Linked DNA regions of Gasterosteus aculeatus: region 1 is linked to region 2. The links are chromatin contacts, called in public Hi-C maps. All regions are on one chromosome and are shown on one strand. The core of a region is the stretch at or near the end of the contact, and the rest is flanking DNA. Distances in the headings are between cores, read along the strand shown.

The links. Hi-C and Micro-C count contacts between places; a contact is called where the count stands out from the background.
Region 1: a contact with region 2 is called in a Hi-C map of skeletal muscle, with 6 times the contacts expected there. The contact joins the promoter of fryb here to the enhancer-like site in region 2. A contact is called at or near these places in 2 of 6 Hi-C or Micro-C datasets (skeletal muscle and whole body).

The regions. Positions count from the first base shown.
Region 1 is chr7:23,485,335-23,492,317 of fGasAcu3.hap1.1, forward strand. It overlaps fryb (furry homolog b (Drosophila)), which reads left to right and starts at 5,184. Exons shown (of 66, transcript XM_078106551.1): 1 at 5,184-5,385. rxfp2a (relaxin family peptide receptor 2a) reads left to right here. Exons shown (of 20, transcript XR_013468358.1): 18 at 824-945; 19 at 1,805-2,023; 20 at 2,166-3,155.
Region 2 is chr7:23,426,595-23,434,233 of fGasAcu3.hap1.1, forward strand. It overlaps b3glctb (beta 3-glucosyltransferase b), which reads left to right. Exons shown (of 15, transcript XM_040182322.2): 2 at 335-372; 3 at 510-549; 4 at 807-916; 5 at 3,848-3,924; 6 at 4,066-4,177; 7 at 4,362-4,498; 8 at 5,008-5,071; 9 at 5,727-5,843; 10 at 7,616-7,639. Among protein-coding and RNA genes, the nearest start is that of b3glctb, 6.0 kb to the left of the region's middle. Within about 2 kb of position 1,642, at least 2 of the 9 cell types and tissues checked have open chromatin away from gene starts, as enhancers often do.

The DNA.
Region 1 (6,983 bases), core at 3,934-6,433, 62 kb after region 2:
TGTGGGAAGCCCAGTGCGATTGAAAATTGCTATAGAAAATATAATTATTATTATTATTGTTATTCTGCCTAGTGCTCAGTGCACCTTGTGTAAAACCCTCCTTTGCCTTTGCTGTCGCTACGTTTAGAATGAAACTAAAATTGTGTACATGTATATAATTATACTGTAGAGCAGATCAATAGCAGCCGAGTAGAGCTGCTCAACGTGTGTCAGTACACTTTGTTATTTTAGACTGCAAAGCTCAGTATAAATGACCCTACAATAATTACAACTAAGCCACAGAAATATGCTTTTAACTTTCAGAGCCGAAGCGAGTGCTTCTAACTTCACGGAAGTTCAGCTCAACTAAAAATGCTGTGTTGAAAATGTAATGGAAATATTTATATTCATGTGTATATAAAACCATATGTATACATGTATATGTATACATGTATATGTATGTGTATATATATATATATATATATATATAACAATAATAATATAGAATATATATAATAATATATATATAGATGTGTATATATAGATGTCTACATGTTATATATAAAGATCACTGATGCTTCTCAGCATCACTGACAACTGTGTCGCTGACTACAAGCGCCGCGACTCCATTCAAACGCCATTGCTCTGCTGATATAATCGGGCTAGAGCTGCACAGCTCCACCACCCCGCTCCTTCTCGCCGAATGTGACTGTAAAACCATTTGCTAGTAATGTTCTTTCATCCTTGATGTAAGTCTGATTGAAATTTGCTCAAATCCTTTTTTAACTGTGGGCTTTGAAGTACACTCGAAATCCTAACGGCATGTTTGTCCTCCTGCTGCAAGGTGGTTCTGGCGTCCATCTGGCTACTGGGGTTCATTATAGCTGCGGTGCCACTGATGAATGAGGATTTGTTTGGAAACTACTATGGACGTAATGGGGTCTGCTTTCCCCTGCACTCTGACAGGCAAGAAAAACCTACCGCCAAAGGATATTCAACTGGGATTTTTCTGGGTAAATTGAAAAAAAGATATGTCATGTTCTCACGTAAAGTCATCACCCGTTGAATGCTGACTTTAACAATGAATTCAAAACTTGGCCACAGCTTTTTTTGTGTGAAACTAATGAAACATTCTTTCCCTCCAACGTGAAAAATAAAAACACTGGGCTATGAAAATAGTGAGCTTTAAATGCAATGAGCGATACTTCTGCTTATCATGGAGACATAAAAAATAAAACCTTCTATATTATTATCGTTATATTATTTTGTGAGGATGTATAGTTGAATGTGATTTATTTTGCTATTCTGCTTTATTTTTTCATCCTAACAGTTTCAGTTCAGTTGAAGAAAGCATTAGATTACATGAATTATTTTACAAATTGCAAAATCACCTAATGGCCGAAGCAAGGATTTTTTTTCCCCTTTATGCTGCAATGAGCAGCAGGCATGAACACGGAGCTGCCTCCGACACTGTGGCCGGTTCTCTTAATACATTCAGGCAATATGTCAGATGGTTTCATTTATACTGCTTCAACCCCAAAGAGGTACAATTATCCGCTAATCGCTAAGATTAGAAAAATGTCCCAAAAACAATATAAATATGTGAAAAAAAAGATTTCAACCAGCGACCACTTTAAAATGTTGCTCAATCATCAAAGCATCAGAAATAATCATTTGATAGTATCATTTACTATAATATATCAGTGGGAGTTTTTTTTCTGCTGAATATATCCTTAAGTATATATTTCTTTTGAACGATATTATTGGTACTTTTACTGAACTTCCCCCCCCTGTGTTTATGTGTGATTTATCTGCATTTCTTTAGGTCTAAACCTGGTGGCATTCCTGGTTATTGCCGTCTCCTACTCCAGCATGTTCTACTCCATCTATAAAACTGGTATCAATGCCACAGATCTGAGGAGCAGACTGCACAGAGATGTGGCTGTTGCCAACAGATTCTTCTTCATAGTGTTCTCTGATGCCCTCTGCTGGATTCCCATATTTTTGGTGAAGATCCTCTCACTATTGGAGGTGGAGATACCGGGTAAGAAATGATTCTGTGTTTGCATTGACAGCTGCCACACACCAGTGATCTGCTGCCTACCCTTTACTTACTGAATAGCGTAATAAGAAACATCCACTCACTGCTTAAACGTGTGGACGGCTCTGCTCCTGTTTTCCTTTAGGCACCATCTCTAGCTGGATGGTCGTCTTCATCCTACCCATCAACAGCGCTTTGAACCCCATCCTTTACACCTTGACCACCAGCTTCTTCAGAGAGCAGGTGGAAGTCTTACTCTGTCGTTGGCAGAGGAGACACATTCTGAAAAAAGACCGCAAAAGCCTCACCTCCTCCACAATCTTCATGGAGACGCCACGTCCTCCCTGTTACCAGCCACCAGCCTACGTCCAGAAGTCGGCACACGCCGGCGCAGATCCCCGCTACGCCTGAACCAAGGCCGGGACCTTTCCTGGCGCTTTGTAAACCTGCCTGTCAACGGGCCTCTTGCCGGTTCTGACTTCACGCTGCTACGGGGAAGTTGCACTGCTTCAATCAAGCTGACTTTCCAGTAGAACAAGATTATCAATCACAAGCTCTGGCGTGGTCCATATTTGTAAAAAAAAAAAAAAAAAAAGAAAAAGAAGAAGAAGATATATACGGATGGGGACAGCCCTTTGGGGTTCAGTGAAGATAGGAATAACAAAGAAGCTGATGAACACTAGCAGATACTGTACATTTCCACCCCGAGGAGCATCACAACGGACTTTTGAGAGAGAGAAAACGAGAGAGAGGGAGAGCGAGAGAGAGGCACAGCCAAATATCTCCCTCATCTCAGAGACAATATTTTCTACAAAGTGAATTATGGGTCAAAGTTCACTGAATCACTGAGAAATACTTCTTTTAACTGAGGAATATCTTCAAGGACAAATGGTTTCAGTCTAAACTAAAAACAAGAGGCAAGAGTCTGGGATTTCATAAACTCACACATGGTTTATGGAATTATACTATTGTCAAAATACAAATGAAACATTAATTAATGGTCACATAATGATGATGTAGTTCAGCGGGCATCTTTTTTCTTTCATCTGCCAGTTGAAATGTAGCAGGTTAAGATTAGAGTTGGTTAAACAATTTAAGGTATTGTAAGGTTATGCGATTAAAATATTCCATGACATTTTCTGCTTCTTCTCTGTCCATCTTTTTTAAATTTCTGTTCAAATCTATTGCACCTTTATTGCCTGATTTTACAGTGCTGCATGAAAAAATGTTAAATAAATCCCACAAATTATATTTATTCATACAAAAATCTACAAATTAAAAGACAAATAGCACTTTTGAATGATCATATTAAACACTAGTATTCATTTTACTAATAAAAAGCTTTCAAATTTCAAATAATTTCACCTTTAATTAATGGTTTCCCGGTGATGATTTAAACTGGATTTTGAATTGTATCAAAATGTGTATTAGCCATTTGTTTAGTGAATTAAGGCAGGATTATAATTTCATGTACTAAGCACCGAAGTGAATTTCCAAAAAAGGTGAGCGAGTGAGTTTGACAAATCGACAATCAGTGGATGTCGTGCAGCAGTCACGTGTAGCAGCAACTTCCTGTTCCCCAATGAATGTAAACTGATGCCCATTTCTGCAATACTTCATATTTTAATGTAATGACTAATGAGTGTAATGTGATTTGTTTCCCTGACTTGTTTACTTGACATTTTTTGCAACCCATCTGCATGTACTTTTCAATTGAAACTGAATTAAGTGTGCAACACAAGGGGAGGGGGGGGTCCATCACAAAATACAAAGACACATAACAAAAGATATGCGGTACACTATGTGCTTTGTGCTAATTCTAAATCACAGCCAATGTGCTGCAGCATCTTGCTACCATTAAGTCATACTTTTAGACCTCCTGATTGCATGACTGACCTGAACTGGATTAAAATGGTCAGTTACAGCATGCTGCGCAATTCACTAATCCGTACATCAGGACTTTGTTCGGTTCGGATCTTTTGTCACTGGGCGACATCAGCTGGAATTACGTTTTATGTCTCTATTTATACTTTTTATACTGATAAACTGTATAATATACTTTTGTTTTTGCTGCCTTTTTACAGTTTGATTCAAGGACAATCAAGAACCAGATAATGGTAAAAGACAACCAGGACGTTATATAGGTGTGCTGATTTCTAAAGCAGTATGCCAAGGAGTGAAAATTACTCTCATGAAATAAGGACTATTGTTTCTGTGCAGGTTTATATTTGTTGTACAACATCTGGAGTCTGTCTTGTTGGTGTTTGTTATGTAACGTGTTTGTTAGAGGTTTGTTGGTGATTTTATGTTCATTTGCATCCACACAGATATCGCCCTTCGACTGGGTTAATAAAAGAAAAAAAAGAGACCAAACCTCAAGTACCTTAAAACATTTACCCCCTAAAAAAATGGAACAAGCTGACAAAGAAGACACCAGTATGCACACACACTTGCTCACTCACTCCCTCACACACACAGACACACACACACTCACGCACAAACAAAAACACGCAATACTCACGCTAAACGAACAATTCTGTTCTAAAATTATAAGTACCTGCACCCAATAGAGAGATGAAGCACTGACCCACTTCCCTGTTCTTCTTAAAAATGGTAGAGCTTTCATACTCCAAACTGAATGTAACATTTACCGTTGAGGACAGAAATCAGTTTCTTTCATTTTACATTATATTATGACTCAAAACTGCATTTCCCATGACCATGATCAAAACTTTATCATATAGTTGGTTGAGAATGAGCATGTATGCAATACGACAGATTCCTAATGCACAGATTTTTTTTCAGCAACCTTCTGTTAACTAATTGATTTGATACATTTGAATACTTTTGAAACATGGGTGGTGTAGAAAACCCCCACACGATAACACCAAGAAGGAGACTTACTCTATGAAGAACATGTTGATTTCACTCTATCGTCAAAGGGAAGCGGTCCATTTCGTCTCTTGCTCTTGTGCAGCAGCCTGTGGGAAACGCGTCTGTTCTCGTGTCTTTTTCTTTTTCTACAGCCCCTTCATCACTTCATTTGACTGCACCTGCGGTGCTCAGCATCCCGCCTTGGCAGGTGTTCTACCCTTGGACCTTGTTGCATCCTTAGCGACACGTCGATGGACACCGCCAACAGCCAATAGGAAACGTGCACAGTCTGCGCCTCGAGATCCTCGCCATCCAATTGGTTGCTAAGGGCGGGGCCCTGTCATCCCCAGCAGTAGTGCTGTCAGCCGGGGCAGCACGACTACCGGAGGAGAGAGACGAAACGGATTGATGAAAACAGGCCACTACATCACATAAACAAAGAACCAGTGCCAAGATATGGTCCCGTAGTTGCCACAGTCGACGCAGACAAGGTACAGTTGGGTTTAATGTCGTTTTAAAGCCGTGTCCGGTGCTGTTTTAATGGTGCTGTGTTGACTACAAAGGCAAACCGAGCAACGTCTCGCATAAACATCGATACAACGTTAACTATCACGGGGGGTCGAACTAGCTCGTAGGCTAACGGTACCGAGTTAGCTAACTACAGGCGTCGCTGGTGATGGTGTTCGACAGGCACTTTACGCGCAATTAAATGTGAGCAACCTATAATTAAACACCCTCCGCGTTTCCTTGGTAGGACTCACACGGCGAACAAAGCCGCGTCGCTTCGTGGGGCGGACGAGCCGGGCAACAGTCTTCGTGTTGGTCCGAGGCGGCGGTTGTAAAAGACACACTTGGTGTGCAACGGTGGTGGGAGATAATGCTAACATGCGCCACCGTGCTGACTTATGACGTTAGCTTACGACCCAGCCGGTGTCACCATTGCCGGGGGTGGCTAACGCACACGCACCGTGGGCTTTAGTAAACACGGTACACGACATCTCGTGGTGTGTCAATGCATTATTCTCCCCCTCCTCCCCCTCCTCATTGTGGAAATGAAAAGCTAGTTTTTTGAATTAACGGAGAGGCTTCAGTGAATATTTACATCATTTTACGTCATGTATTATTCACGTGCACTCCTCTATACAGCTCTATTCCGAGCTGTTTAATTTCTTGGTATTGCACGTATATTGAATATATATATATATATATATATATATATATATATATATATATATATATATTTAAAAAAATGAATTGCATATATATATATATATTTTTTTTTATTGGGTTGATATTGTGCCGCTCTGGAAAGATATACACCACTGACTTTCCAGTGAAGTTAATTATCATGGTTTATCACACCTCTTTCCTTTGCTTAATTTTTTAATTTTCGTCTATTCATGCCCCCATTTTAAGTCAATTATTCCTTCATTATTCACCCCCTCCCTCCCTTCCTAGCCCAGTCATCTCCCTCTCCATCTCCCCAGCTGTTTGGCACTGCTGGTCAGTTAAGGCGACCCAGTTTGCTCCATTGTTCTGTGTCTGGACTGAGTGACACACACACACACACACACACACACACACACTCACAGAGCATGTGTCACCGCGCTTCCCCTCACTCCCATATGGGGTTCTCTATTTTTTGCCCCCATCTTCCAGTTGACGTACTCCCTTGATGTGTTATCGTGAAGTTGTCTCTGGTTGTTTTAAGCAGTGAAGCAAGAATTCAGGGGAGCCACATAAAGGGTTTCAGAGAATGTGAGGATTCTCCATTGACTTAGATGTAGTCATCTTTTCTAATCACAATATTCATATAAAACAAATAGTTAGGAAAATGATTGAAAAAATATTAGATTTACCGATGGATTCTTTCCTCTTTCAGAGACCACGTTGACACAAATCACTAGATTCATTTCCATACTCAAATGTCATATTTGATATGACACCCTGTTTTGGAAGTTAAATCATGATGGTACAGTGCGGTTGCAGCAGTGACAGTCTTGTTGTCCACGGTTGTAAACCCTGTGAACTACGAGCAAGAAACCGAACAGAAACTGTGTTAGTCCACCCTCGCTGCCCACTGAAGCAT
Region 2 (7,639 bases), core at 392-2,891:
TTTTTTATTGAAGCGGTGCCTTTTTATGCATTAATATTCAGTCGTTTATCGTATGCTTTACGTCAAGAGAATACTGACTTATATTTGCTTACTACCGGGCCAATCATTCACCTTGTTGGTTTTATGCGTCTATTTGTTTTTTTATTTATATTTGAGTGCCTGGAAAGCGCCTGAGCTCAAAAGAACACATTCATTCTTCTTGCTTTAAGTACGACTTCTGTTGTAAATTGATTCCCCTCTGACGGATCGTCTAATCCACTCCGAGATGAATCGGTCATTTGCGTCACTAATTCATACATTTGATGATGTAATTCATCATTCTTGCTGCCTCAAGGTGCCTCCGCAGAAGAAGGACCTACAGGCCGTGCCCATGTGAGTGCCCCAGATCGCCGCCGTGCTTGTGCTTCGTCATGAGGCGCTGCAGTGTGTGTGTGTGTGTGTGTGTGTGTGTGTGTGTGTGTGTGTGTGTGTGTGAGAGCTAACGAGTCTCCCTCTGGACCCCACCGCAGGCCGCACAGCGCCAGGAGGACGCATCACACGCCTCTATTGGTGAGTGAGGGATTTTTTTTGGCGGCGGATGGTCTGACATTCTGTCTGTGAGAAACCGATCAAGGAATGCACGTGATTATTTGTTGCAGACTACTAAAAGCACAAACTGTGTACTCTTCATCTTCGTCATCGCTGTGAAGTTTACTTGGCAGGAAGACGAATAAGAGTATTTTCCCAAATGCCCTGTTTTCTTTAATTGTCACGTCTCTCTGGGTTTCCTCATTTGTCGTCCATCTACCATTTCTGTCTTTTTGCAGGATTGTCGGACGTGGTGTTAGTGATCCAGAGCCAGAGGAACTCCTTCCACGCACGCCGAGCTGGTGAGAGGAAGGTGGAGATACTTCAGCGGGCCGCTGAGCTTGGGCAGGTAACATCTGGCAGACACCGGATTAGCTCCGTCGCCGAGCTTTATATCTCCGTTCTTGGCCCTGTTTCAGAAAGCAGCTCTAAGTAACTCTGACCTCTAACCGTGACCTCTGAGTTCACTGACTGTGAAATGGGAAACTCTGGGGTTTTAGTTCCAGAAAAGCTGCTCAGCTTTGTTCACTCCAAGTAAAGTCTTTGTGTTCAAAGAACATTTATCAATACGGCCCCGATCCATGATTCACCATGGCAACGGGTAACTAGCAGGCCGAATCTCCATTTTAATCTAATGGCTCAAGATCAAATGCATGTACTTTTTATTTATTTCTTTTAAAAGTCAGAGCGGTTAAAGGAACTCAATGAAATCCAATAATACTGTTTTATTCAGCGTCCATTCATTTATCATTTATCCATACTGGCATTTCCTTCAAGGATGATGGATGATGGATTACAAAGCGGTCTAATCTAATCTGCATTTGATTTTAAATTAATTTGTAATCTCGTAGGGGAAAACACAGGAGCAGCTATAGTTTAATACGGAGGCTTTATTTCAGTTACTTCAACACATCAAGTGGGTTTAACAGCAGTCCAAGAATTGTGCACAATTAATATCTCTATTATGTGCATGAAATGTGGTTTGCTGGCAATAAAGGAACAATAACGCTGTAGGGAGTTTCATTTTGAATGTGGTACTTTTGCACTGCTGCAACGTTACATCGGCACCATTAGGTGTCCTCCTTGTCTCAGAGCTCCCCTCAATAAGCTGAGAGGAAATGAGGCCCTCTGCTCTCATGCTACTATTATTTACACATTTGTGCCTGAAGAGTAGCTGGAAAAACGAATTTGTTATGGACCCGAGTGCAATGAGAGGACAGGCATATGGTCCTGAGAGTAGACACCCAGAATTGCTGATTCTCCTTTGAATTATGGGTATATTGTGAAATAATCTTGTATTATCCCTCAAAACTCATTTTCAATCCAGAAAATCAGACATGAAGCTGTGAAGAGGATTCATAAACTATATGAAATACACATATGTACCCCACCCCCCATCTTTGCTGTAGTCAGCTTAAATTTGACCCACTCCCAGCCTCTTATAGTCATTCCCTGTCACTCTCTGTAACTGGACCGCAGCAACGGTTCTACCTCCGCCATCTATACGGCCATCGTAATTTTGTAAAGGGGGTCGTTCAGAACCCCCACTATTTCTACTGCTATATCCAAAAGGAACCACATCTAATACGCTAGGTGATCTTCTGTTGGCCTAATGTTCCATTCAGAGTGTTGACAACAACGTTTCATTTGTCGTGTTATGGCTTCAGAATAATGAAGCCAACTCATTTGCCTCAAAACTGAATGAGGGACTATCTGTGTGGGGAAATTGATTAAGTAAAATCCGACTGCACGCTGTGAAAACTGTTACTGCTGAAAAGAGAAAAATTTAGTGATTAATGACGGTATGTTGAGGTTGGTACAATCATCTCTGCGCGCTGACAGGCGCGTGTGTGTGTGTGTGTGAAAGCTTTCTGTGGGTTGGATGTCTATACCAGAGAGATGCTACTCGACTAGCACGATGTTTTGAATGAGGGCAGGTTGTGCGTCTTGCATTTAAACATTTTTAGTTTTTTTACCCGGGACGGGGATTAAAGGTCACTTATGACATGTTGACAACTCCTTGTCTGACTCTTCTTTTATTTGTTGACACTGAAGGAGTATTTTGACACACAGCTCGTCGTGGATATCAGTCATGATGCGTCTCAGTTTTACTGCCTTGTTTACACAGATTCACAGCCGCATCTTTTCCCGGTATTGGATTTAAAGGGAGAGATAAACCGTTTTCTTTTTACAGGCTTGTCACACGGCCCTTGTGTTACTCGCCGTAAGTGCAGGCGTTTAATCCAAGAGATCATTGTCAATGCAGCGTATTTTACAGCCTCATCATCCAACCTCATTACAGAGTCGCTTCTCAGCTCTTTTCGCCCACCTCTTACCGCCGCACTTACAGCAGCTGGTAAAAACCCCCATTTTGCTCCCTCACAATCCGAAGTGGACTTGAGAAGGGGGGGGGCGCATGTGAACTTTCAATGTGAGGCATGTCTGCTGGGACACAATGTGACCATACTTTGTGACTATTACGTGTGCATCTAGTGTCATTTATGTCATGGAGGGCGGGCAAATTAGCAATCAACTCTCTGAATGTTAGCTAGATTTCCTTACAGTGCTTTTAATATTGACACGTTGCTTTCGTTGGTCTCGTCATTGTCATGAATCAAAAAACTATTAACGTCGCTTCAGGTCGCTCTTTCGCTGTTGAACATGGATGCAATTGAATGAGGGGCTGGATCTCTGCAGAGACGAGACGGAAGTAAACATTGGCGTTCATTTCACACCTATTTTTGGCAATACTTTCGTTAATCCTCGCGACTGTGTCAGTGCTAAGAATACCTGCCTGGACGAGATGCGCGTGAGTCACTCAGGGAAGGAGGGAGTCACAGGAGCTCCCCCTGCCCTACTTTTCAGCACACCATTGTCAGAACTACACCGAAAAAAAACTGCACCTCCAAGCAGAGGCTGCTACTCACCGCGGTCTCCATCAAAGGCTTCGCCAGTCGATGCCCACCAGGATGTCCGGGTGTATTTGGATGATCATGTCAGTGGACTATGTATCATGGTGTTACGTTAGATTTTGAGACAAAAAAATAGTAATACATACTTCTGGTAAATCTCCCAGAACTCCCGGTCCCCAGTTTTTACTTATTTGTTTTGCTATTTTACTCGTTCAAAATTCAAGTGGAGTACTTCCTTTCTTTTTACTTTAATGCACATCGTGCCAGTTCGACCCGACTGTTGTCTACTTGTTGTTTTACTCTGGTCTCCCGTCCCTCCGGTGCACACAAAAACACATTTTCAAATTGAGTTGTTTTGTTTCATGCAGGGAGCTCCAGTCGTTCTTCTTCTCCATGAGCTGTCCACGTTTGAACGGGATTGGAGCATCCTCCCTTTGCTTCCTAAGTGAGTCTTATAGAGACATATTGAGATGGTAAACAAAATAATCAAATTAAACTCAATATGGCTTAAATGATTTCAGCTGTAATGATTCGTTTGGGGTGAAATGTATGCATGCCGTTAATGACTTTGTGTGGATCTTTCCAGTCTCTCCGCCACTTACGGCCTATCAGCATCCTGGTTTTTCTTCCTAGAGGAGCAAACCAGCATCACGCTGGCTAAGCTGCTGCAGGTCCTCAACAGATATCAAGTCCAAGAGGTGAGATGCACGACCCTGGACGGGCGCTGGCTACAGGTTCTGTTTTTGCAAAATGTCCTATAGATGATCTGGTTTTCCGCACTGGAGAACTTATTACACTTTGTAATGCCTGGAAAATGAACGAGCTACTTTCTTTTCATATCACCGTGCCCTGTCTACCTTTTTGTTCCCCCCCAACTCTAAGGAATGGTTTTTGGGTAAGCGTCTCCATGACAACGAGCCCTCCATTATCCACCACTATGCGTTCTCCGAGGACCCCGGTTCCTTTAGTTACCCTGACCCCGCAGCAGGCTGGGCTCTCAGCTCGCTGCTGCTCCGGAGGTGTGTATGCATGAATGTGTCACTCATGTCTTTCTGTCCTCTTTTTTTTTTTTTTTGACAATGTGACCATGGCTGAGGGAAAACCTTCATTCATTCATTCATTCATTTCAGTGTTATGGTGGTAGACACCATTACAATACATGGTGCAGAAACCCAATTGAAATGAATAATAGCGAGTAGCACGTACAGAGGCTAGAGACCCGAACCACAATGCGTGGAAAGAAAAGACATCATCCGCTACCACATTTTTTTGTCTATGCCTGACATCCAAACAGACGCTCCATTGATTTGTGTCTATGCCTGTAAAAGGTCCCAAAATAAGGTCCCTTCAAATCTGGAGCTTGTGCTCTTTTCAAATGCAGAAAACACAAACAAGGATTCAAAGGAATTGCTGAAAAACAAACAACTCAGAACCACACCTTTGGCTGTCCAATGTACATTCTCCGATACGAGGAAGGAAAGTCCCCACTTCCATCGTGCCGTTCATCTCTCACTTCCATGTGTTTCAGACTCGCTGAGCGGATCCAACACATGCAACCCAAGTCCGATTTCACTATCGACTTGAAACACGAGGTAACTTTGAACAATGTTCAGGAGCTTTGTAAATCTGTGTCCTGCCTCTCATAAAATTACACTTATTTTTTGGTTAATAACATTTTTTTAATATTGATTTTCAAGATATGCATCAACCATCCATTAGAATGAATACACATATACACACACAAACGTAAACATACACAAACATATAAACAAAATACGGACATAAAAACAAACAATAGTAGCAGATAATATAACATAACGGCAGATAATTAACTAAAACAATTCTTAAATTTAATTGAAGATTCTAGTGAGCTGGTGAGATGTTTTTTACTTTAGCTCCATGCATTCCAGCTCCTGAGAGTTCCATAATTAACACATAATTACTGATGATTACACAACTCTAGCAAAGACTCTGTACTGGTTGAATTCTACTAAGCTCCATCAGTGTCATCTAAGGGGACGATCTATAACAATGATAAAATAGACTATTCGTTTAGGGGCTGGCCGGCCTTTTGTTGAAAAGAGCTTCTGCAGCTTTGCCTGCAGCTTTCGTTTGATCAGTTATGTTATTATTCATGCAGGGGTTATATTTCCGAATGGGATTAAGAATGAGTACATTTGTTATTTTTGAATGAAAATAAAGGAAAACAATCACTGTTTGTCTTCGTGCCCGTCCCTTTTTCCCGAGATTGCTTTGTACATTTGGGAGGATGGAAATGGTCCAAAGCTCACCGCAGTTCCAGAGTTTTGTACGGAGACCAGAGAAAACTGTGCTACGACATTTACAACCTACCTGCCACACTGTGTACGTACAACTCTTGCTTATCATCACTACATCTGCAGAAAGGAATTCTGTGTGTGAATGTGTGAGCATGCATGCGTGATACAAGTGTCTGTTTTAGCCATTGAATATACAAGTCTAATTTTGTAGGTCTCTGCAGACCGAAAATGAAATATTACAACACGGAACATAAGGTATTTAGCAGGTAAACACAATTAGTCCTGTGAACTGAACCGGTGGCCTTGAGGCTAGAAAACGGAGCTTGTGACCCTCATTACCACCACTGAGGCGCCCTTGAGCAAGGCCCTTCACCCCAACTGCTGCAGTGGAGCCGCTCCGTGGGCAGCTGATCAGACTGTGGTTGTTGTGGACAGCCTGCAGGTGGAAATGTGACTAACTGTGCAAATGTAATTAGAGTGTTCCAGCAAATCAGATGCCTCGTCTCAGTGACACTTTCATGAATAAATAAAGGTTAGAAAGAAAATAACAAATAATACAGGCGTGACTCAACTTCGGTTGAGGTGATTATCAAAAGCAGAACATTAAGGACTGGATTCCTTTTATGATCCATTTCCTCAAATTGCAATAATTACAACGCTGTCCAGCTGAATTAAATGTTAAAGAGTGAGGACATTATTCACATTTCCAGTGCTGAGGCCTTTCTACAGGAGTACAAATAAAAAAAAGTCTTGTTTTGCTGCAAGGATGAGTGACCTGAGTTTAACTTTGACTTTGTTTGACACCGAAGACTACAGAAATACATTGCCATGACTGGGCTGATACAATCATAATATATGTACAACTGAATCATAGATCCTAACTTTGCTGCATGTGGAATGGCACTTTTGGGGGAATTACAACGTTAAGTCCTTATAGCTTAACTTAATTATGCCTGAATGGTGACAAACTATTATGATGTGACCAAATACAAGCTGGTATTGAATTTCTTTTATTCTTTTCACATTAACCTGAACCTGAAAGTGAGAAACTGACTAAAAGCACCACTCTTTCGTCCACAATTTTTACGCTATTTCCTAATTACTAAAGACACAAAAGCAATCATTAAGAGGTAAAAAACGGCTCGAGATCCACTACAGGTGATAAACCTTCCATGTCAGTACGTAGATCTGGCTGAAAATGTTTCTCATTCTCACATGAATTGTCTTTTATACTAATGTCTTTATTTCCCATGCTTCACATATCATTTACCTACATGTAATGAATAGAATAATGAAGTATAAATCTACACAAATAAAAAAGCACATGTTGCTGTATGCGGGACTTAATGAGAAAACTCCTCTTTCTTCCGATTGATATGGCAAATGTGCATAAAAAGAAGGCGCATGCATTTGAAGACCATCTGTAACGAAGGATACATGAATAATCTATCGCTTATGGTGTGCTTACAGCAATTAGTGTTATGCATCGCGAGGAGTGCTGTTCATACTAATCACTGTGCAGCGCTGGCAGAAAAAAATGAAAGCTCGAAACGAGTAATAACTTCCCCATTATTGTAGATAATTATCTGAAAGGAAAAGCGACACCTGAAATAGGAATTCAGAGCAATAGGGATATAAGTAGGCTATGTCTGGTCAGATGATAATACATGATAGTACTGTAAGGACCTAGTGTGCCTCATTATGCCATTCAGACTCAATTTGAAGTCTATTACGTTCTGTATATATATTGCAGCTCCCACTGATTGTGTTCCGTGCACTTTTTTACAATTTTATACCTGTGGTGCATAATTTATTTTGAATGAAGGATAACATGGTTTTTCTTTCACTGTTTTCCAGGGAAGTCCGGTGTCAAGGAAAGAA